Regions from separate parts of the Mus musculus genome. Here all the other regions are linked to region 3. A link is a contact called in public Hi-C, HiCAR-type, HiChIP or PLAC-seq and promoter capture Hi-C data. All regions are on one chromosome and are shown on one strand. Each heading gives the region's core, a stretch centred on a gene start, on an enhancer-like site or on the middle of the called end of the contact. The rest is flanking DNA. Distances are from core to core; before and after follow the strand shown. Region 1 has its middle 28 kb from the start of Gm25614. Region 2 holds the start of Ift88 (intraflagellar transport 88). Region 3 holds the start of Fgf9 (fibroblast growth factor 9). Region 4 holds the start of Gjb2 (gap junction protein, beta 2). Region 5 has its middle 60 kb from the start of Gm25614. Region 6 has its middle 110 kb from the start of Gm33472. Region 7 has its middle 90 kb from the start of n-TTagt2.

Evidence for each region. Promoter capture Hi-C pulls out the DNA fragments that hold promoters and counts their contacts. A called contact is a pair of places that touch in the nucleus more often than the background predicts. HiCAR-type assays count read pairs that join an accessible place to other places. HiChIP or PLAC-seq counts read pairs in DNA pulled down with a chosen protein or histone mark.
Region 1: a contact with region 3 is called in an H3K27ac HiChIP or PLAC-seq map of SST interneurons, with 15 times the contacts expected there. The contact joins the enhancer-like site here to the promoter of Fgf9 in region 3. A contact is called at or near these places in 3 of 39 promoter capture datasets (the C10 cell line, cranial neural crest and hippocampal neurons), 1 of 484 Hi-C or Micro-C datasets (uterus), 12 of 115 datasets of contacts at active chromatin or transcription factors (SST interneurons, craniofacial prominence, embryonic forebrain and 7 more) and 1 of 9 other capture datasets (embryonic stem cells).
Region 2: a promoter capture Hi-C map of embryonic stem cells shows a contact between it and region 3, with 2.6 times the contacts expected there. The contact joins the promoter of Ift88 here to the promoter of Fgf9 in region 3. A contact is called at or near these places in 2 of 39 promoter capture datasets (embryonic stem cells and pre-B cells) and 1 of 484 Hi-C or Micro-C datasets (LSK cells).
Region 4: a contact with region 3 is called in an H3K4me3 HiChIP or PLAC-seq map of embryonic stem cells, with 6 times the contacts expected there. The contact joins the promoter of Gjb2 here to the promoter of Fgf9 in region 3. A contact is called at or near these places in 1 of 39 promoter capture datasets (embryonic stem cells), 5 of 484 Hi-C or Micro-C datasets (all in embryonic stem cells) and 1 of 115 datasets of contacts at active chromatin or transcription factors (embryonic stem cells).
Region 5: a contact with region 3 is called in a HiCAR-type map of kidney, with 5 times the contacts expected there. The contact joins the enhancer-like site here to the promoter of Fgf9 in region 3. A contact is called at or near these places in 8 of 39 promoter capture datasets (cancer-associated fibroblasts, cranial neural crest, embryonic stem cells and 4 more), 9 of 484 Hi-C or Micro-C datasets (cerebral cortex, cortical neurons, myocytes and 3 more), 19 of 115 datasets of contacts at active chromatin or transcription factors (PVALB interneurons, SST interneurons, VIP interneurons and 14 more) and 4 of 9 other capture datasets (adipose tissue, embryonic stem cells, liver and 1 more).
Region 6: a Hi-C map of cerebellum shows a contact between it and region 3, with 2.6 times the contacts expected there. The contact joins the enhancer-like site here to the promoter of Fgf9 in region 3. A contact is called at or near these places in 2 of 39 promoter capture datasets (cranial neural crest and hippocampal neurons), 2 of 484 Hi-C or Micro-C datasets (cerebellar granule neurons and cerebellum) and 7 of 115 datasets of contacts at active chromatin or transcription factors (craniofacial prominence, embryonic forebrain, embryonic hindbrain and 4 more).
Region 7: an H3K4me3 HiChIP or PLAC-seq map of craniofacial prominence shows a contact between it and region 3, with 6 times the contacts expected there. The contact joins the enhancer-like site here to the promoter of Fgf9 in region 3. A contact is called at or near these places in 5 of 39 promoter capture datasets (cranial neural crest, frontonasal cranial neural crest, hippocampal neurons and 2 more) and 7 of 115 datasets of contacts at active chromatin or transcription factors (SST interneurons, T-cell acute lymphoblastic leukemia, craniofacial prominence and 4 more).

What each region holds. Positions count from the first base shown.
Region 1 is chr14:58,676,934-58,679,633 of GRCm38.p6, reverse strand. No RefSeq gene overlaps it. Among named protein-coding and RNA genes, the nearest start is that of Gm25614, 28 kb to the right of the region's middle. Within about 2 kb of position 1,408, at least 7 of the 459 cell types and tissues checked have an H3K27ac peak or open chromatin away from gene starts, as enhancers often do. A contact at or near this core is called in SST interneurons, where this site is marked.
Region 2 is chr14:57,422,799-57,425,508 of GRCm38.p6, reverse strand. It overlaps Ift88 (intraflagellar transport 88), which reads right to left and starts at 1,438. Exons shown (of 26, transcript NM_009376.2): 1 at 1,322-1,438.
Region 3 is chr14:58,071,185-58,073,957 of GRCm38.p6, reverse strand. It overlaps Fgf9 (fibroblast growth factor 9), which reads right to left and starts at 1,272. Exons shown (of 3, transcript NM_013518.4): 1 at 626-1,272. The coding sequence starts at 902.
Region 4 is chr14:57,103,444-57,106,143 of GRCm38.p6, reverse strand. Gjb2 (gap junction protein, beta 2) reads left to right here and starts at 1,442. Exons shown (of 2, transcript NM_008125.3): 1 at 1,442-1,675. Gm32912 (a long non-coding RNA gene) reads right to left here and starts at 1,479. Exons shown (of 5, transcript XR_383459.4): 1 at 1-1,479.
Region 5 is chr14:58,708,716-58,711,415 of GRCm38.p6, reverse strand. No RefSeq gene overlaps it. Among named protein-coding and RNA genes, the nearest start is that of Gm25614, 60 kb to the right of the region's middle. Within about 2 kb of position 1,290, at least 10 of the 459 cell types and tissues checked have an H3K27ac peak or open chromatin away from gene starts, as enhancers often do. A contact at or near this core is called in kidney, liver and ventral hippocampal neurons, where this site is marked.
Region 6 is chr14:58,937,882-58,940,581 of GRCm38.p6, reverse strand. No RefSeq gene overlaps it. Among named protein-coding and RNA genes, the nearest start is that of Gm33472, 110 kb to the left of the region's middle. Within about 2 kb of position 1,306, at least 6 of the 459 cell types and tissues checked have an H3K27ac peak or open chromatin away from gene starts, as enhancers often do. A contact at or near this core is called in cerebellar granule neurons and cerebellum, where this site is marked.
Region 7 is chr14:58,906,806-58,909,505 of GRCm38.p6, reverse strand. No RefSeq gene overlaps it. Among named protein-coding and RNA genes, the nearest start is that of n-TTagt2, 90 kb to the right of the region's middle. Within about 2 kb of position 1,390, at least 6 of the 459 cell types and tissues checked have an H3K27ac peak or open chromatin away from gene starts, as enhancers often do. A contact at or near this core is called in craniofacial prominence, embryonic limb bud and second pharyngeal arch cranial neural crest, where this site is marked.

The DNA.
Region 1 (2,700 bases), core at 159-2,658, 610 kb before region 3:
AATTGATGTCTTGTAATGACCCTTGGCTAGGTTCTCTTACTCATTTTAACTAATCAAGCCAGTCTCAGCACATCTCCCTCCAGACTGCTCACATAGAGGCAAAATAAAAAAGCAGGTTAGCCCAAGCCACCACTTCACTGTGCAATGCATTGGGTGCTCTGCCTACGAAGGGCATCTGGGTTTGAAACTCTACCCTGCAAAGATAGGGAAATTAATGAGATCCATGACCATGGCATTGATCCCCCTGTCTGTGTCCGCAGCTGTTCCTCTCTGGGTCCCTGAGATCACAGCCTGGGAGCAGGATAGGCTGTGAGCACATCAAGACGTGTTCTTGCCAAGGTCACCACACGCTAGGCTGCAGCTTCCTTTTTAAACCTCTAAACTGCTCTTCTATCATGTGTCTGTGAGAGGATCTGGAAAATTGTGGGGCTACCCTGAGAAAGCCCAAGCTGGAGATATAACTTTGAGGCAGATTTTGTGCTAAGGACTCAACACCGTTTGATTTGTTTGCATCAAGTCTTTTCCCAGACACTCTTTATCCAGAATCACAGACTGCCCAGCAGTAGAGAGGACAGAGTGGGCTGCATTTCTTGAAGAATTACCGCATGCCAGTGTAGAGAGCGTCATGTCGCATCAGTCACTTAATTCTATGAACCCAACTCGGTGGGACATCCTTCATTTGGCTGGATGACAGCTTCCACTGACTTCCTGAATATGAGTGCTGCTTTAAGTTCATATCTCTTGAAGACACTGGCAAATGATTCCTGACATTGTGACTTTTTTTTTAATGTATCCAGGGAATGTGTCAGCAAGCTGGGTGCATTCATCTGTCAAAAATATTCCACACGTAAAAGGCAAACCAGAACCTAAGCGCTCCCTCAGCCTGCAACCAGGCACCCCTGATAGCATGTGCGAGCCCAGGACAGTATGACCACAGGCTTTCATAACTGCCTAGCATATCTCCACTGGAAAACATAATACTCAGAGACTCCAGACACTGGTGGTTTGGAGAAATTTCTTTAAAGCTTTCTGGCTTCAAGTCACATTCTCAGTGGTTGTCCTATTCTGACAGACAGGGTACTTGAATGATTATAACATCCTATGTCCTATAGCCCATTCTACATATCTGCTCTCTCCCGCAGCCCACAGACAGGGTTGTAAGCAGCTGACAAGATGGCAATCTTCCGTAGTTGCTGCCATAATCTTCCATCTACAGCTGACGTGTTTATTCTTGGACATTTAAACCGTGGCCCAGAAAGCCACGGAGGAAAGCTGGTTATAAATGTTAGATTTGATTGGGAACGACATTCCAAAATAAACATGCCCAAGCGCAGCCTAACATTCCTCTGGGCATCCGTGCTGCATGGGTCTCCTTCACACAGCCAGCAGACACACAGACACACACAGGATATTCCCTTTCACAATCACAGCAGGGCAGGCGTAACTGCGATCCGGTAAAAGCAAAGAGAGTGAAGCAGGCATCAGTCAGAGCAGATGTCATCTGAGTCAGCAGGGTCATGAGTGAGGAAGGTATTAAAGCCCCATCTCTCAGCATCAGAAAAGAGTATCTTTATACACAGAGAAATGTTAGTCTTGGGAGATCAGCTATGTGTGTGTGTGTGGGGGGGGTCTCTTTAAATTTCCCCAGTTCTTTGATGAGAAAATAAAGGAATGAGCAGAAGAGCTAGAACATTATGAAAGGGTGGTGGACACAAAGAGAAATGATTGCTGCTCAGAAAACCCAAGCAAACAAAGATAAACTAGAGAAAAACAAAAGAGGGCGGTTTTAGGGGTTTTAGGTTTTCTGTAAACTAAGGGAGAAGGAAGGGAAGCATGAGCGGCAAGGGCGGTGAGAACGTGGGACAAATAAATAGATGATCAGCCTTCAAAGTGAAAAGAAATGTCTAAATGGCCGATTTCATCTACATCACTTTGGGCGTGGGGTGATCTGGCAAAATGCTGAACTTCTATAAGCAGGGAGAAATTCTCGCTAGGTTACACAGGCAGAACCAGAAAACGCACAGTACTGAATGAGGGAGCCATATTTTCCTGCCTGAGGTTAAATGTTAGCTCCCTCATCCTATACAAAGAAATAGTGTGGTGCCCCTCGTCTACACACAGGCCAAATCACCAGAGCACTCTGATTAGGTAACAAGAGCCACTCATGTCATGCCCAACTTGTGACAGGTCTGTGATACTCATTCTACCGTAAGCTGGCACGTTATTCTGACATGATTACGTGATTGTTCTGGGGGGGAAAAAAAGAACAAATCAGGAAACCCTGAAGTCAAAGACAAACAATGTGATTGTTTTTGCTGCAAACAATGAACACCATGTTAATAGTACCAGTTCCCCAAGGCCCAGGCCACACTGGAGCATGGAGAGATAAATGACACTCATGTCTATCCAGAGTGACATTGTAGGAGAGAAACTCTGTATTTGGGGTGTACAATGTTTTTATAGTGAAGTGAGACAAGGCTGATTTTGGTGCAGGGCATCACACATGTCTTGAGCGTGTACAGGTCCTGTTTGTGTTGTCACAGTCTCTGGATATTTATATGTGCATTTGCCCTGTTGTATCTGGAAAGTGTTGTTCCTTTAAAATCATCTACCACCTGTAGTTCTTAGAATTTTCTTCCCCCTCTTCCACATAGATCCCTGAACCCTGAAGATTAAGGGGTGTGGTAAAGGCATACCATT
Region 2 (2,710 bases), core at 189-2,688, 650 kb after region 3:
AGTGGGCGCTAGGGATCACTCAGGACCTTAGGCTTCTGCAGCAAACACTTTGCCAACTGAGCATCTCCACAGCCCCAGAATGTTGATCAATAGGTTCCCAAGGGATGGATGCTGAAGCTGCTGCTCCATCGATCACACTTTCAAATCATATACTCAAAAGCTCCCTCCTTACAAACTCTTCTGATCTCACTTTCGTTTATTCATAAGGTATTGAAACAATCAGCTTTTAGAACTAGACCTTTCTTCTGGCTTTTAACCAGATTTACACACACACACACCTGGGAGACAGACCAATAGTGGAATACACAAAATTTTAAAGATGTAGAAAGCAAGGCTAGGAAATAGTAAATGAATTATCCTTTACTAACAACTATGAATGGCTAAGAAATAATACAACTCAGTATTTCTATATTCTCCAAGGTGGTTCAAAAATAATTTGGGATGCTGTCACTTCAATATTGCCAGTGAAACTATTTTACATGGCAAAGTCCTTTTTATATACTTCTACCTTGATACAGTTCACACTCAAAATGCCTATTGTAGTTTCTCCAAAGTTACCAACCAGAGTTGAAGATAAAAAGGAAAAGTGGAATTTTAGGCTTTTGGGAAAACAGTAGTCAGATATCTTTTGTCTGTGCATCCTTAGATTCAACCAACTAGAAACTGAAAACATTTGGGAGAAATTTTTTATCTGAACTGAACATGCACAGGCTCCCCCCCCCCCCCCCCGCCCCCAGCCTCCCGAGCGTGCTTTTCATTATTCCCTGAACAATTAGGCATAACAATTAATTATAGAGCAATAAACAGTCTAAGATAACAAAAATGGGAAAATGGCTTATATACAATACAAATATACCATCGTATATATGTGAAAGAGCACCTGGGAACTTTGGTATCCAGGGAAACTGGGTGTCCTAGAATCAATTCCCAGAAGATATGTTTTTATCTTTATAAGACTGTGATTTATTCATTCTTTTCTGTACTTTTGCTTTTACTCCCGATTACTAGGTAATCAAAGCTTCACCGGATGCAAGTATTAGAAATGTTCGCTGTAACCTACTGTGAAACTCTAAAAGTTTCACTGCTGCCATGGCATCGCCAAGCCGTGTGACATTAGCCCGGGTAGCCGTGCCGGGTGGAGCGGGAAGTCCACCCCCTGAGAGGAGCACCATCCAAGTGTTGGCTACGGAAGCGCAGTCGCCAGGAGCCGGGCTTGGGCGCCGCCAGCCCGCCTGCCCTCGCGACCCCGCCGCCGCTCACGCACGGGGCAGGGAGAGGGCAGCAGGGAGGGTGGCCGCGAGGGGCCGGGCGCTTCTCCTACCTCGCGCCGAGGAGGAGCGGGCTGACCACGAGTGGGCCGAGGGAAGAAGCGACGCCTGATCCTAGGCAGGCCAGAGCGGGACGCCCAGCCGTTGCCAGGCGCGACTCCAAGGAAGCCGCTCCCACAGGCCTCCGCGCCGCGTGGGCGAGGCCGGAAGCTCGTGACCGGAAGTGCAGGGCTGCTGGGACCTGTGGTCCGCCAACAGCGGAGTGATTCTCGAGGCTGGCCCAATGTTTATGGTGGTCCAGGAGATGCTACAGGTGTAGGAGTAATCACAAGAAGGAAACCAAGGTCGAGTGAACCCCGAGGCAGCCATCCCCAAAGCTGGAGACCAGAGCAAGATGGCCCGGATGAATAGAATGTGTCCCAGAGCCACTACGCGGCTTGGGAACCTTGGAAGACTGTTTTCTGTGGAACATTGCGTAGAATTGTACGCGTCGTCCCATAAATTTGTCATATTAATCCTGTCTGGGTTCTCTCTAAATAAATTTAATCTGAAAATTAAAAAGTAAAGGTAATGTAATGCCAGCTATGATGACGCACATCTGCAATGGGAGTAGAGATGACGCTCAGGAGTACAAGACCAGCAGGGGACACCCTGTCTTAAAGACAAAATAATATTTCTTTCCGGAGCAAATGTTGGGCATGTTGACTTGAAGCCCGTTATAAAAAAACTGAAGTTTACTAACCTTTATTGTTCAGTTGTGTCAGAAAGTCATTGAATATGTAACATCCACCTTAGCCTCCCACGGATGGGGGTGGGGACAGATGTAGGGGACAAACTATTAGATTGGTCAGGTTCGGGCTACTTGGTGTGTTTTGAAGACTAAACCTCTTTATCTCTGATCCAGGTGTGTTGTATCAGCATTCAGAAGGTTACCTTGCAAGTGGGGTATATCGTACAGTAACTGACAGTATCTGGCAACTGTGTGTCAATAAGTAGTTGTTACGTTAATTAGTGAACATCATGGGGATATTTTAAGTTACTGCACTTCAATATAGAAAGAAAAAATACTGGAATCACAAGTTACTGCACTTCAAAAAAGAAAGATAAATACTAGAGTCAATCTTTTTCTTTTTCTTTTTTCTTTTTTCTTTTTTTTTTTTTGTTTGTTTGTTTGCTTGTCTTTTGAGACGGGGTTTCTCTGTGTAGCCCTGGATGTCCTGGAGCTCTCTGTACACCAGCCTAGCCTCAAACTCCTTGGTGCTGGGATTAAAGGTGTGTGCCACCATTGTCCAGCACTGAACTTTTTTTTTTTTTAAATGACTGTACATTCAGGGTACCCAGTCCTTGTCTGAGAAGAAGACATTATGTTTTTGTTAAAATAAAGGTTCATCAGGCAACATATTTTCTTATTTGTTCCCACACTAATTATCAAATAAACTGTC
Region 3 (2,773 bases), core at 23-2,522:
CCAGGGGCTTCTGCCCCGGATGTTTCGGATCTAAAACACGACTTCAGTGCTTCCCCCAGATCACCCAGCAATCTTTGCCTGAGAGATTTCAGACCAGCCACCGGGAATAAACGACACGCTTAATTTACAATTCAGGCAGAATGCTTATTAGAGGAAAAGGGAAGGGAGAAAAAAAAACTTAATTTGAGCAAGATACCAGCTACCTACAGGAAACTGGATGCAGTTTAAAGTTCTTAGTGGTTAAAGCTTTAAACTAATGGAAATGGGTCCGTTTAAAAAGAAACTTCTTAAACCTTATCGTCTCACATATCAAATGAAAAAACTTGGGCTTTGGGTTATATTCATACTCACACTCACACACCCTCCTTTAAGAAAAATAAAGAAGAAGAAAAAGAAAAGAAGGGCCTTCTGAGGGTGAAGTTGCACCAATGCCAGACGCAGATCTGCAATTCCGGAGGCTTTTTCCCCTCCCTGGGCTGGCAAGATACTCAAAGATGTGGGGGGCAGGGGTTATGAATATGAGAATATAGCCCTTCGAGCATCCCCGCCTAACCACCACCTTTCTGGTAGTTAATAATCTGACCGTGTCAGCGCGTGGACAGTGAGGGGTTAAAGGCATACCTACCGAAGCGGCTGTGGTCTTTCCTGGTTCCCTGGATAGTACCGTTGGGGAAGATCTCTAAATGAAATCCAGTCCTGCAGTACAGCTGCCTCCGCCTGAGAATCCCCTTTAAATGATCCAAGTCCGTGACTGCGGGGCCCCGGGGCAGCCCCCCTGCTTCGGACTGACCCAGGTGGTCACTTAGCAACACCGGACTGTCCACCGGCAACACCGGTACGTTCCCGAACGGTACCGCGTCCTGCACACCGAAATAGCTCCCAACTTCACCTAAGGGAGCCATCAGAGGACTCGGCTTTTAAGCACAAGAATAAACAATAATGATGGTATCAACCAGGAGACACTAGGCGAGGTATATCCAACTCCCCTCCCTTGCCGCAGTTGCAGACAGAGAGGGAAAAAGGGTTCTTTTCTTCAATCCATCCGATGCATAAATAAAAGTAATCGGCTGTTTCTCTGGCACAGGTTCAAGGTCAAACCACTGATAGTCTAAGAAGCCACCACTTTATACTCACACACTGACATTGATCAACACAGCTATGCATCGCTACATATGGAGCCTCGACTCTCAGCAGGCAGAAAGGTCTTCATCCCATCCGACCGTAATAAGGGAAAAAAATCCGTAGTTTCTCCATTTGCTTAGAGATCAGAATGACCATAGCAACGTAAGTGCCTGGGCGATATTACAGGGATTTTTAAGATGCTCGGGCTACGTCAGAATTTACGGATCCTGACTCCAGAAAGGCATGCGCTGTTTTTACTCTCTAACCGACTCTGCAGACATCAGCATGAATCCTTCAAGGGGAAAAAAAAAATCTCACGTTGGCGGCGGCGACAAATCTCTCCTCCCAGTCCCTCCTCCAAAAAATAAAGATAATATAACAAAAAGAAGGGGGAAAAAACTTTCGGCGTCCAAAGCTAGTATCCAGAACGCTGCAGAGGCTCTGCGGAGGTCCAGCGGCTTGCAGTGAGGCGAGCGGCAAGCGGCGGGCGAGGACCGCGTCCCGGAGCTCGCGTGCTGCCCGGGCTGCCGCGAACAGGTGTCGCCGCGCGGGCCGCGCAGCGCCGTGGCCGCGGAGCGCTCCTCCTGCGCAGCCCCCGCCGGCGCGCAGAGTGGCGCAGGCGGCGGCATTGGGCCGGGTTTAAGGTAGCGCGGCGGCCGCCCCGCTCCGCCCGGTCCTAGCGCCCGCCCTGACGCTCGAGCCGCTCTGCCGCAGGCCGGGCACAGGCGGGCAGAGCGCGGGACTTCTCCGGGAGGACGACCTAGGAAACCCGGCTTTAGAGACGCCGGAGACGCGGTGCCAGAGACGGGAAGCAGCAGCCCGAAGACATTCGGCCACAAGAAATCTAGCTTGCTAGAGACGCAGGGTCAGAGGGGAACTGAGAAAGCAGTTTTCGCGCGGACTCTGTAACCTTGCGTCGCATTATAAAATAGACTGGGAGGGAAGGGTTGGTGTAGGGAGCTTGGTTGGACAGGGCAGTTTCTCTTTCATTCTACAGCCAGACTTACAGACGCGCAAACAATATTGCAGGTAAGACAGTTGGGTGTGAGTCAGATTCTTCTCTCTCTCTCTCCCTCTCTCTCACTCTCTCTCTCTCTCTCTCCCTCACACACACACACACACACACACACACACACACACACACACACACACAAAACACACACACTGGTGGGCCCACACTCGGGTTTGTTAAGGGAATTCTGGTTCGCATCTTTGAGTTGTTCGGGTCCTGCCTCCCCCCAGGTTCCCGCGGCTAGGAGCAAAGGGCACCCAGGGCGCCTGAAAACAGCCCCTGTCCTTGAGTTCGACTCACGCCCCAGATCTGAGTGTGCGTCTTCAGGGAGAAGGTTCCAATGAGTTCTCTCTCGCCCCCAAACAAAGCTACTCAGGACGGGCTTTGCCACCTTGAGCTCTACTTTGCCTGGAAGTGAAAGGCTCGAGTTCCAGGGTTGCTCCATGGCCCGAAGCTCTCTGCATAGCCTAAGAGCCAGACAGGAGCCGCCGGCTGGGCACGGGCGCTGTTCGCTGCTCAGGGCTCGCTCGCTGCCGCGGGTGACTTGGAAGCCGGAGCTCTGGTCCCGGGCCAGGGCTTTTGCTCGAGGCCAGCAGCCTTTGAGCCCAGCCCCATGCAGGGACAAAGAAACGCACTGCC
Region 4 (2,700 bases), core at 193-2,692, 970 kb after region 3:
CACAGATCCGAGGCTCTCTTCCTTAGAGACACTCCCTCTTAGACTAAGACTTACAGTTAGAAAGGAGGTGGGGGTAGTAGCAAGCGAGCGTGCAACCTTCCTCTGCCCAAGCAAGAGCAGTCAGGTCTGCCCGCGGCAATGTGCCAGCTTTACAGGGAAAGCATGTACCTTCAGCCATGGTCCTTTCATTGAAAGCCAATCCTTCGACCAGACGGGCCTTGTCAGAATGAATCAGTCTCTTCACTGCGTGTAAAGCTAATCTGAAGGAACTTTGTGGGGATGTGCCGTTTTCATTCCAAACCTGGCAGCTGTAGGACTCGGGTTGCAAGTAGTAAGGTGAAGCTAGCTGGCCTAGGTATCCCAAAGCGTAGCTAGCTCTTGTGAATGTCCACCGTAACTCCTCTCAAAACTATCCAGACAGCCAAGCAATGTGGAACACCGAGCCCTCAAAACCCACGAACAGCTTGGCGGAGAGAGGTAGATGCAGGCTGCCCAGGTCTTCCCAGCATCCTGGACTCCAAGAGGGATGGGCTTGCCTAACCTCTTCTGCTCCCCCCCCCCTTCCGCATCCCCTGCACCGGCAGAATCTGGGTGCCCCTTCCTTGCAATGCTTTCAGTTGTGGAAAAGAGGACACAGAGAGCGGGGGCACAGGCAGAGAACCCTCCAGAGACTGTGACAAGTCCACTTCCAGGCCAGCCCTGGAGACGCACCTCTACATCTTCTTCTGTCCTAGCCACTGGCACCCTGTTCAAAGTGATCGAATTAAATCGGGAATTCAAAGAAATAGAAGCCAGAATTTGGCCAGCCCTGGCGGCGCCCTCTGTTAGTCTGCCTTGAACCCGAATTCTAGATGCCTCAGCTCACTGCACTACGGGAGAGGAGTCTCCTGTGCGCTACTGGAAGCTGCAGGCCAACACAAAACTGTACCGTCCGTTTATCTAACACGCACACACACACACACACACACACACACACACACACACAAGTATATATAATATTACTACAGCGAAGCTTCGAATATAACAGCACACTTTCCACTAGTGAGAGTAGTAAGAGCAACATCAACTCTCTTTCAACATCACCCAATCCCCCAAAAGCGAGTAGCTGGGACTTGGAGCTTTGCGACCTGCGTCCTGGGTGAAGACACAGGTCTACCAGCTCTGTTCAGGCTGCGCTCGGGACAGGACACTGGAAGAGCCTTGAGCTCAAAGAGAGCTGGGGGTGGGGTGGGGCGGAGTGGGGTGGGGAGTGACCTAGGCTCCAGGAGAGCTCGCGACTCGGCGGGCCCTGACGGCTCTGGGTGCCCGGAGAGCCCCGCCCGTGGCGCTGGGGGTGGCGGGCTACTGGGAGCCGCCTCCTCCGCAACTTTCTCAATCGCTCCAGGGTGAGAGAGGCGGGGTGAGGGCTTTGGTTAAAAGGCGCCGCGGCCAACAGGTGTCCAGGATCGCAGCGCGCGGCGCGCTCCGCTCTCCCAACTCGCAGCCAGTCGGCGGCGCTCCAGTCCACTGAGCGCAGCCTCCACCGGGACCCGCGGCGACCAGCACAGGATCAGCCGGCGACCCATTTCGGACCAACCCAGGAGCGGCCCCGGGACCCGCTTCAGACCTGCTCCTTACCGGGGACAGCGCCTCGCCGCTTCCCGCCACCCAACGCTGCACGCTCCTCCGGACACAGGTGCGACCGCCAATCCGCGCCACCGAGTCACACTGGTGTAACCCGCCCCCGACCGCAACGCCCCACGGTGGCTGGGGCGCGAGACTCAGCCAGTAGGGACGCGTGAGGTGCGAGGAGGGGTGCGGGCCGCCACGGTCCTGGGAAACCGAGGCCGGAACGCGCTGCGCGGTCCCTACGGGCCACCGCCACCCGTGCATAGGGACCCGAGCTGTGAACGCGTTTCTTCGGCTGCAGGCGTCTGGCCCGGCTCGGGGTTGGAGCCGGCTGCTCTCACCGCCGCGCACAGCCTGAGCCGGGAGGTCCCGCACAGCGCGGGGTGGGGAGGGACGCGGGGGCCAGGCTGTTCCGCGCACGACTGCGACGTGTCGCCAGTATTCCTTCGCTAGAATTTTCCCGAGGCCTCCTGGCTGCGTTGTCTGCCGCCATTGAAAAGTTTTTAGCTAACCGAAAGCTGAGCAGGAAAACTCAGTTTCATTTGTTAAGCAGGAAGCCTCCGTGGGAAGACACTGACCTTTACCACCTAAAGCACTGGGGTGACGTGGGCGACCGCCCAAAACGCGCGGCCGTAGCCGCTCCCGCGAGCTGGGGAACCCCAACCTGCACTCGGGTGGAGATTTTGATTGCTTTTTTTTTTTTTCTTTCCTTAAATGCTTTTTAAGGATTTGCGTCCAGGCGGGACGTTACAGCTGGAAGGGAAGGCACAGGTTCACAGATGGCGTGCTGCTGAGAAACTTGTCCCTTAGGACAATTGCATCAGCCCCTTGGTGCTGCCTCAATGGAAGGGAAGGGAGCGTAGGCCTAAATGGGACCCATTGCTCAGGTCCACGGGATTGTCCTGAGAAGCCTGGCTCAGTCATGGCTACACTTACCCCGGAGTCCTTTGGGAACTATGGGCAAAGCCAGTGAATTATGAGAAGGGTGGAGGGTGCGGTGGGGTCAGCATCTAGAGGCAGTCCACCAGCTCCCCGAAGTATCCTTTAAGGCAAATAAGGGTCATATGCAGTATATACTATAAACATGGAGAA
Region 5 (2,700 bases), core at 41-2,540, 640 kb before region 3:
CTGGTTGATTTTCTATCAACTTTACACACAGTAGAGCCACCTGAGAATAGAGAACCTTAATTGAGAAAATAGCCTATCATAATGGCTGGAAGATGAACCCATGGAGGTATTTTCTTCATTGATGACTAATGTGGAAGGGTCCATCCCAGAGTGGGACAGATGGACTTGAGATGTAAACAAAATCAAACTGAGCAAGCCAGGAAGCAGTATTTCTCCACAGTCTCTGCTTCAGTTCCTGCCTCCAGGTCCCTGCCCTAAGTCCCTGCCCTACTGTAAGGTTAAAAATAACTCTTCCTCCCAACTTGCTGTTGGTTACAGCCATTTGGGAGCATGAAGTCCTCAACTCATTGTGTGAGCTCATGAACACCATGCTCCAAAGGCCCCAGATCAATCATAAATGTTGGTCTAGCAACCACAGCATGTCACAACTGCTTCAAAAAAGTTTTTGTTTTTTGTTTTTTGTTTTTGTTTTTGTTTTTTTTATTCCAGGTTTGGTGTCACATGTCTGTAATCTCAGCACTCAGGAGGCTAAGGGAGGGAAGTTCCAAGTTTGAGGCGATCTGGAATACACAGACGTTTGAGAGCAGTCTAACTTTGTGAGAATTCAAGGCTAATCTGGGCTACTGCCTGAGATACTGCCTTGAGAAAACAAGTCAATAAGTCCCCAAACCAACGGCTTGATTTCTTCTCAAATATCTAATGATTTAGGGAAGGAACATAAATCGCTGTGGAGGATTCCAGAAACCCTCCTTGCTAACCAGTCTGAAGTATCACTTCCTCCTGCTTCTTTTATTCTAACAATGCCTTTATCCTGTAAAGGATTCAGGGATCAAAATTGGGGACAAGAATTGAGCAGCAAAGAGAAAGCTAAAGAAGAAAAAGTGTCATCTAAGCAAAGGGTAAGGAGCTGTAGAGAGCCGAGGCAGAGGTCGGACATTCTCTCCCATTAGAACCATTGTTCTTGCTTTGTTCATTTATGTGATAGTTCCCTAAGGACCGAGCTCTCTCTACTGTCTTACATCCTCAAGTAAACCTGTATTCCCATCCCATGTAAAAGCCTGACCAGTTACTCAGAAATACTCACCCTAGATAGCAGAATGCTCAAATATTACTTTGGTTTCAAGCTCAGAAAAAAAAAATAGTCATGGAAAGTTTATATAATCTTCTTCATATGAATTCTCAGTGTTCAGGAAAGCCTTGGGTCTGGGCCAAAGTAAGAAGTGTTGAGCTATTCAGAAATGGCTTGGCTGGTCAGAAGGGTTCGATAGCTGGGAACTGAAGCAATTTGCACAAAGTGTTGGTTGGCTGAGCTGGAAGAGTTGCCTTCCTCTTGGCAAAGCCTTCCTAAGGGAGGCAAATGCAAAGAGCCTGCTGCTTCTCCCACGTGTGTGATTGTTTGTCTTTGATTCACTTATTATGTAAGAACAGGCGATCTCTCCAGATGGCAGTGACGGACAGAGTCTAGACATCGTTTATTGGCCGGTGACGTGGAAACAAGTCTGCAGTGTCTACTATTTCTCTTCTTTTGGATTTTTCTCTCCATTTTGCCACTCTTTTTTTGATATTGCATATTCTGAAAAAAATAAATGATCCTGACACTTCAAGTAACTCAAAAGCTCAAAGACATATTCCCCACTGTGTCGGGAAGGGCTGTTCCCATTTCCTGAGACAGTAGCTCTGGCCTGTGGCTCTGTCAGGAAAGACGGCAAATCACTATCATGCCTGTGTCTGGCCTTCCTGGTTTCCTCCAAGGTGGCATACTAAATAAATGAAGAAACAGTAGATCGAAATACACTCAAGAGCAGTGACTTCTCCCACTGGAATGTTCCTGACAAAAGTTTACTGTCTTCAACTTATTTAACTGCATCAATTTAACAAAAACATTACCTAGTATTCACTAGGCAACATGTGACCCGGTAAACCCTAGACCTCAGAGTCACTGGTACAAAGTCCTGTTAAAAACCTTGCTGCCCTGTGTAGTAGAAGAGAAAAGTCAATGATTTCAGACCTCTACTTTGCAGCACAGTGACTACTGACTTGTCTTCAAGTCACCTTTTGTTTCTTATATTCTGTGCTCAAACCCTGCTGGGATCATTCAACTTCTCCTAGGCTGCTTCTTGGTCTCAGCTATAAATAGGCCTCAAAGTGTATTTTTATCGTTTGGATCTTGACTTAAAGGACACTTCATTAAAAAATCCTTCCTGATGGTCAAGACTGTGTTAATCTCACCCTGTATTCACAGAGACAAGTGCTAGTTACACACCTTATGCTCAGGATCCAATCATTGGATCCCTAGGCTATGACACATGCCTCATACATAGCAGGAAAGAATTCTCGTGGATGAGTGACTACATGAGCACACTGGAGCAGCAAAGGAAGCACTTTTCAATGGTCCTTTACCCCAAATCCTTTTGTAAGTAGTTTCTTTGGAACACTACAGAGTTTCTTTGGTATAGAAATAATGTTACTGTAAAAGTTAGCTGGAGATATGCCTACAAATGGCAGATGTCTGTGACTTGGTAAGTCTGTAGAACTCTGAGTTTCACAAATGAAACTCATTTCTTTTCATTACGCAAAGGCTCAGAACATTTAAAAACAAAAGGCTTCTATGTAACATGTCACTCACTGCTTGCTTGGGTCAAAGAATCTTTTTGTGACCTATACATCATTGCCTATTGGTTACCCATTCTACTCCAAACA
Region 6 (2,700 bases), core at 57-2,556, 870 kb before region 3:
TGTTCAAAATCATCACTTGAGGGTTCTGCATTGCCTTGTCATCCGTTGTCATCTATATATCCATTGTCATTCCCACAGAGTCATATTTTCAAACACAGTGTTTCTTAGCCATCTAAAAGGTAAGATGACACTAAGAATGGCTAACGCTTCCTCTTCAAAATACAGGTCAAGTAGCCTTGATTTAAGAGTTGTGAATGTTTGCATCTTTTTAGCATGGTACTTTGGGAATGAGCCAAAATCTAAACCTGAAGCTCATTTATGTTTGATGCGCAGCTTAGACACATCTGATAACCATGAGATGACCATGCTGGTTACTTTCATTAACTTGACATAAACTAGAGTCACATGGGACTAAGAAACCTTAACTGAGGAAATGCCTCCATTCGATTGACTTGTGGGCACGCCTTTGAGGTTATTTCTTGATTATTGATTGATACAGGAAGGCTCAGATCACTGTGAGCAGTGTCACCCCTGGACAGATGTTTGTGGGTTGTATAAGAAAGCAAAATGAAGAAGCCAGGAGGAGCAAGCCACAAAATGGGATTCCATCATTATTTCTGGTTCAGTTCTTGCTTGGGCTCCTGCTCTGGCTTCCCTTAGTGATGGACTGTTACCAGGAAACAGAAAATAAAATAAACCTTTTCCTCCTCAGATAGTTATGATTATGATGATTATCACAGCAACAGAAAGTAGACTAGAATAGTTCTCTTATTTGGTAAATTCACCACTTGTATTACAGGGGGACCTTTCAAGGATGTCAGGTGGGGGATTTCACAAGTGTAGCTTTTTTTTTTTCTTTCTGCATTTAAAAAGATTCAGAATTGAGAAAAAATTTGGATGGTAGATTTCCAGATTACAGATATCCAACCTATATTGGCAGAATTCTGAAATAGAGACAAACATTTGGAGTTGAAAAACAGAAATCTACTCCCAAGAGGAAAGCAGGATTCCTCCTTTTAAATTCAGGTAGTAGAGTTGTATATTGTGTGCTCTCTTCCTTCTTGCCTTGACTCTGAATAGCATAGTGATAGCTGTCAAGGAGTTGGCAAAGAGGTCACTAGTAACAATCGTCTTCAAAACATGTTGCTTCATAAAAATGTAGGTCCTTGGCCTCCGTGACATAGAAATCTCCTGCAAAGATAAAAAACAAAACACTCAAATGCTGCAACTCTCTGAGCTTGGCAGGTGCCACTGGCTAGCTGGTAACCACCAAGGCTGGAGGAAGCCTGTCTCACTGACTGGGCTTTCTCTCCACTGACCTCATGCCTGTGCACAGTCCTTTGAACAGATTGTGTCAGCCTGGTGCCAGGTAACTGCCTTTCAATTTCTGTTCCTGCAGATCCCTTACTTCCTGCAGGAATGTGGGCTGTGCACACCCTTGCTTTGAAGCTCAGATACATAACACCAACCTGGGAAGTTGGGAAACCTTCCAGGGTGGTTTGTGTCACCACTGAGTAGATTATAAGCTAGATCAGGCTTCAGGCTGCCCTAGTAAAGAACTGTTTTTTGTGAAGTCTGAAACAGCCCTGCTGACTACCGTATAACGTAGTACAGGTGTGTGTGGGATGTATTATTGATTTGTTAGAATGTGAGGGGCTCCTTGTGTTTGGTTGGGAGTCTAGACAAGGTTATCAGTGTGCTATTTCCTGGCTCTGTCTTGCTCTGCTCCTGTGAAAATGAAAAGTCCAATTTCTTGGGAAAACGTTGATTGATATGCAAATGGACGCAATAGCAGGGGGGAGCCATTCACTGAATCCACCTCAGCTTGAGCCAGGTTTTGGCTCATCTCCAAAGGCAAAGGATTAGCAAAGACCGCTGCTAGGGTGCCATAGAATTACCGAAATCCAGGAGGGTACACTTGCTGAGGTCAGGAGGTGGCTTATGGAAGCAAAGGGTGACAGTGGCCAAACTCCCCAAATCAAGCTCGTTCCCAGCTCCCAGGGAATGGGCACTGAGCAGCTCTTGTCTGATTCAGAGCTCAGACCCTACATTGGGGGTGGTCAGGATGTGTTCATCCAGGCAACAAGATCATAGTTGAGGTCAAAAGATTTGCTTCAGTAGCTGATCCGCCAAGTCCATCCCGAGAGCAGTGCTGAGAGACAGGTCCTCCAGCTTGACAGAGAAGAGAACATCCATGAACGGGTAGAGGTTGGGAGCACACTATCATGGTCCATCCTCCAGGGGAGGGGATCCTGAGGACCAGATCTTCTCAGATCTGTGTTTGCACTGCCTGCACTGATTTTGGCAACACGTTTTATCTGCCTCCAACTCTAAAATTTCTGGACCTGTCTTGGCTTCTCAGGAAGTTGAACCCAACAGCTCCCCCTAGAGGAATACTAGCATGGCAACAACATGTCTCTTGAAAAGAGCATGTACCTTTCATAGTAGTGTTGCCTTACTGTTTAAAATTCAAGGATGGTAGGGAAGTTTCTGCACAGCAGTGTTGCAAAAAACCCAAGAAGGCTTCTCAAATTCTGCTGGTGCTATTCACTTGAGCTTCAGGGAGTGTGACTAAATCCCCGCCCCCACCACTCAAACCCTCTCCAGGCCGAGCACCCCTGGACCATAGCCAGACAGTGCTCCCCCCCAGCATGCACACAGCCAGAGGCAGTCACCTCTAATTACCGGCTTGTATCTGTGAAATGACCCCCATTGTCCGCCTGGTGTGGCTCGGATGGGAAATGACCTTGATACTGGCCC
Region 7 (2,700 bases), core at 141-2,640, 840 kb before region 3:
GAGATCTCTATTCATCAATGCTGGAGTTGCAGGAATGAAGAGCTATGCCTGGCTTTAACATGGATGCTGGCGAATGGAATCAGCTTCTCACACTAATTCATGAGCCATTTCTTCAGCTCAGGCTGTTTCTTATTTTACACACAAAAAAACTCAGAAAAGTTTTCCTTAGTTTCCAAAAAAATTTGAATTTACCTGTACCATTTTTATCACTTGACTCTTAATTTTATCCCGTTTCATCAGAGAACATCAGCTGTGTGATTTGGATCCATTTACACGTATTGAGAACTGATGGCGGGCTCATTGTTTGGTCTATTTTGATGAATCTTCCTGTACCCTTGATTGCTGATTTGATCAACAAGTTGCCTGATAATGAAACTATGTTCAGTGTTTTGTGTGCATGTGAAGGTCCAAGATTGACATCAAGGGTGTTTTTTAGCTTACTCATTGTGGTAGGCAGGGTCATAATTGAACCCAGAGCTCACTAATATGGCTAGTCTAGCTAGGCAGCTTACTTGCTCTGGGGATCCCCGATGCTTCCTTCTTAGTGTAAGAATTATGGGCAGGGGTTCATTGGCATTTATGTAGGTTCTGGGAATGGGAACTCTGCTTCTCACGCTGTCACAGCACTTTGTCCACTGGAGAATCTCCCAGCCTTGGTCTCTGCTGTTTTAACTACAATTTTTGACTATTTACATTTAATGCATATAGTTAAGTTTAAATTTACCATGTCGCCACTAGTTCACCACTAGCACCATTATTCTTTCACTCTCCCCTTCCCAATTTTTCTTTCCTTTGAAAATTTCTAGCATTCTATCTTATCTTATTAACTTGTTGGTAGTCTTTCTTCATTTAATGCTATGCCCATCACATAGGATGAGCTTCTCCATGGTACACAACAACCACATCATAAAATTATATGTGTTTTTAAAGAGTCAATTACCACTTAAATTTCTGTAGTGATTATTGGTTTTTATGGTTCTCTGTCTGTCTCCGTGTCTCTCTGTGTGTCTGTCTCTGTCTCTGTCTCTGTCTCTCTCTTTCTCAAAAAGCCTAGGCTTGTCTGGTATTCTCTATGTAGCTCAAGCTGGTCTTGAACTCATGATCCTTTCACCTCAGTCTCTTGAGTGCTAGGGTTTCATTCTTATGTTGTTCTTCCTGGTTCCCCATACATGTTTTAAAGGTACTTTTCCCACATCTCAGAATGTTTGTCAGCATTTGAACTTGAGGAAAAACACAAGACCCAGACACATAGGTTGCTAAAGGTAGACGTTTTTTTTCCGTTAGTTGAAGTGAGGACAGATTGTGAGAACAAGTGAGTGGCCAGCATTAGGCTTAACTGTTAGGCTAAGCTGGGAGCTGTCTTTCATAATTTGTTCAAACATCTGGCCACCACTGCTAAATAGGTTAGGGAAGAGCATATGGTTCTCATTTAGAACACTGCAAATACCATCATCGTGGTGACTGTGAAATTTTTAAAAAGTCCAATACTGTTTTGATTATAAACTCAGACAGAAGAAAAAAAATAAAAACAACCAAAAAAAAAAAAAACCCAACTGCATGGTAAGCTAAGAGTTTCAGTGTTCCATTATAGGGCTGTCTAATTCTGTGTCATGTTGTGACTTTGAGTCTTTAATGAAAAGACAACCACTGAGGTAAGTAAAAAAATCAGACAATAAAATATATGTGTACAAAAGGAAATGATAAATGTATGAGAGTTCACTCTTATTAAAAGATTGCATTTAGAATCTGAGTTGCGTGTTTCTGATTTAAGCCTATCGATTAGAAAGAAATGTACGATTTCCAGTTAGACTATAATTAAATTGGAGCCTTCTATCTCTGTAAAACAGATGAAAGGGCTCTCATAAGGGCTGTTAGGTTAATCCAGCTGCTCACAATGTATGTTGTATTTGACCAATTGCCAAAGAAAAAAGAAAAAAAAAACTGTGGCTACCCAAGCCAGCTGGCATGGGGTTGGAGGATGGAAATCTCTCAGCTGATTAGGACTGTATGGCTGGAGATGTTTTTTATAAACTCCACTTTCAAAATGACAATTTTGGCTGTTCTACAATTTTGCCAAGCAATAATATCTTCAAAAGTAGTTTTCTCCTTAAAAATCTCTCTCCTGATTCATATTACAAGACTTCTTACAGTGAGCCATTTAATAATACTAAAAAATAAGAACTGGCAGTGTCGCTAAGTGGTGGCACATCCAATGCCCCGAGTCCAGTTCCTAGAACTAGCAGAGGGAGAAAAAGACTGGGTCAGGATGGGAGACAGTAAAGTTGTTGACACATCAATGAAAGAGATTGCAAGCTTGTCATGCTTTCTATGGAAAAGCAGAGAGTAGGGTAAATCAAAGTCAAATTTAAAGTAAAGTACACAACGAAGAAATTCATGGTATAGGTTAATAATTCACTGTATTCCTTTTCCATTGTTATTTATAGGGAGACTGATCATGGGTCCACAGAGTTACTCAATATTGTGCTTTTATTTCTCCCGCTGCTTGGATTAGATTGTCTTTGTTTTATTAGAATAAGCACTCATGTTTCTAACCATTAGGAAAATCTTGAATTACTTTGGTACCTGGCTCACATGCACGTGCATCTGTGTGTGTGAGAGGGTGTGTGCGCATGTGTGCTCTCATGCCTGCCAGGTGTGGAGCGGAGCCTGTCACACTAACAAGTCCCCTGCCACCCTCCC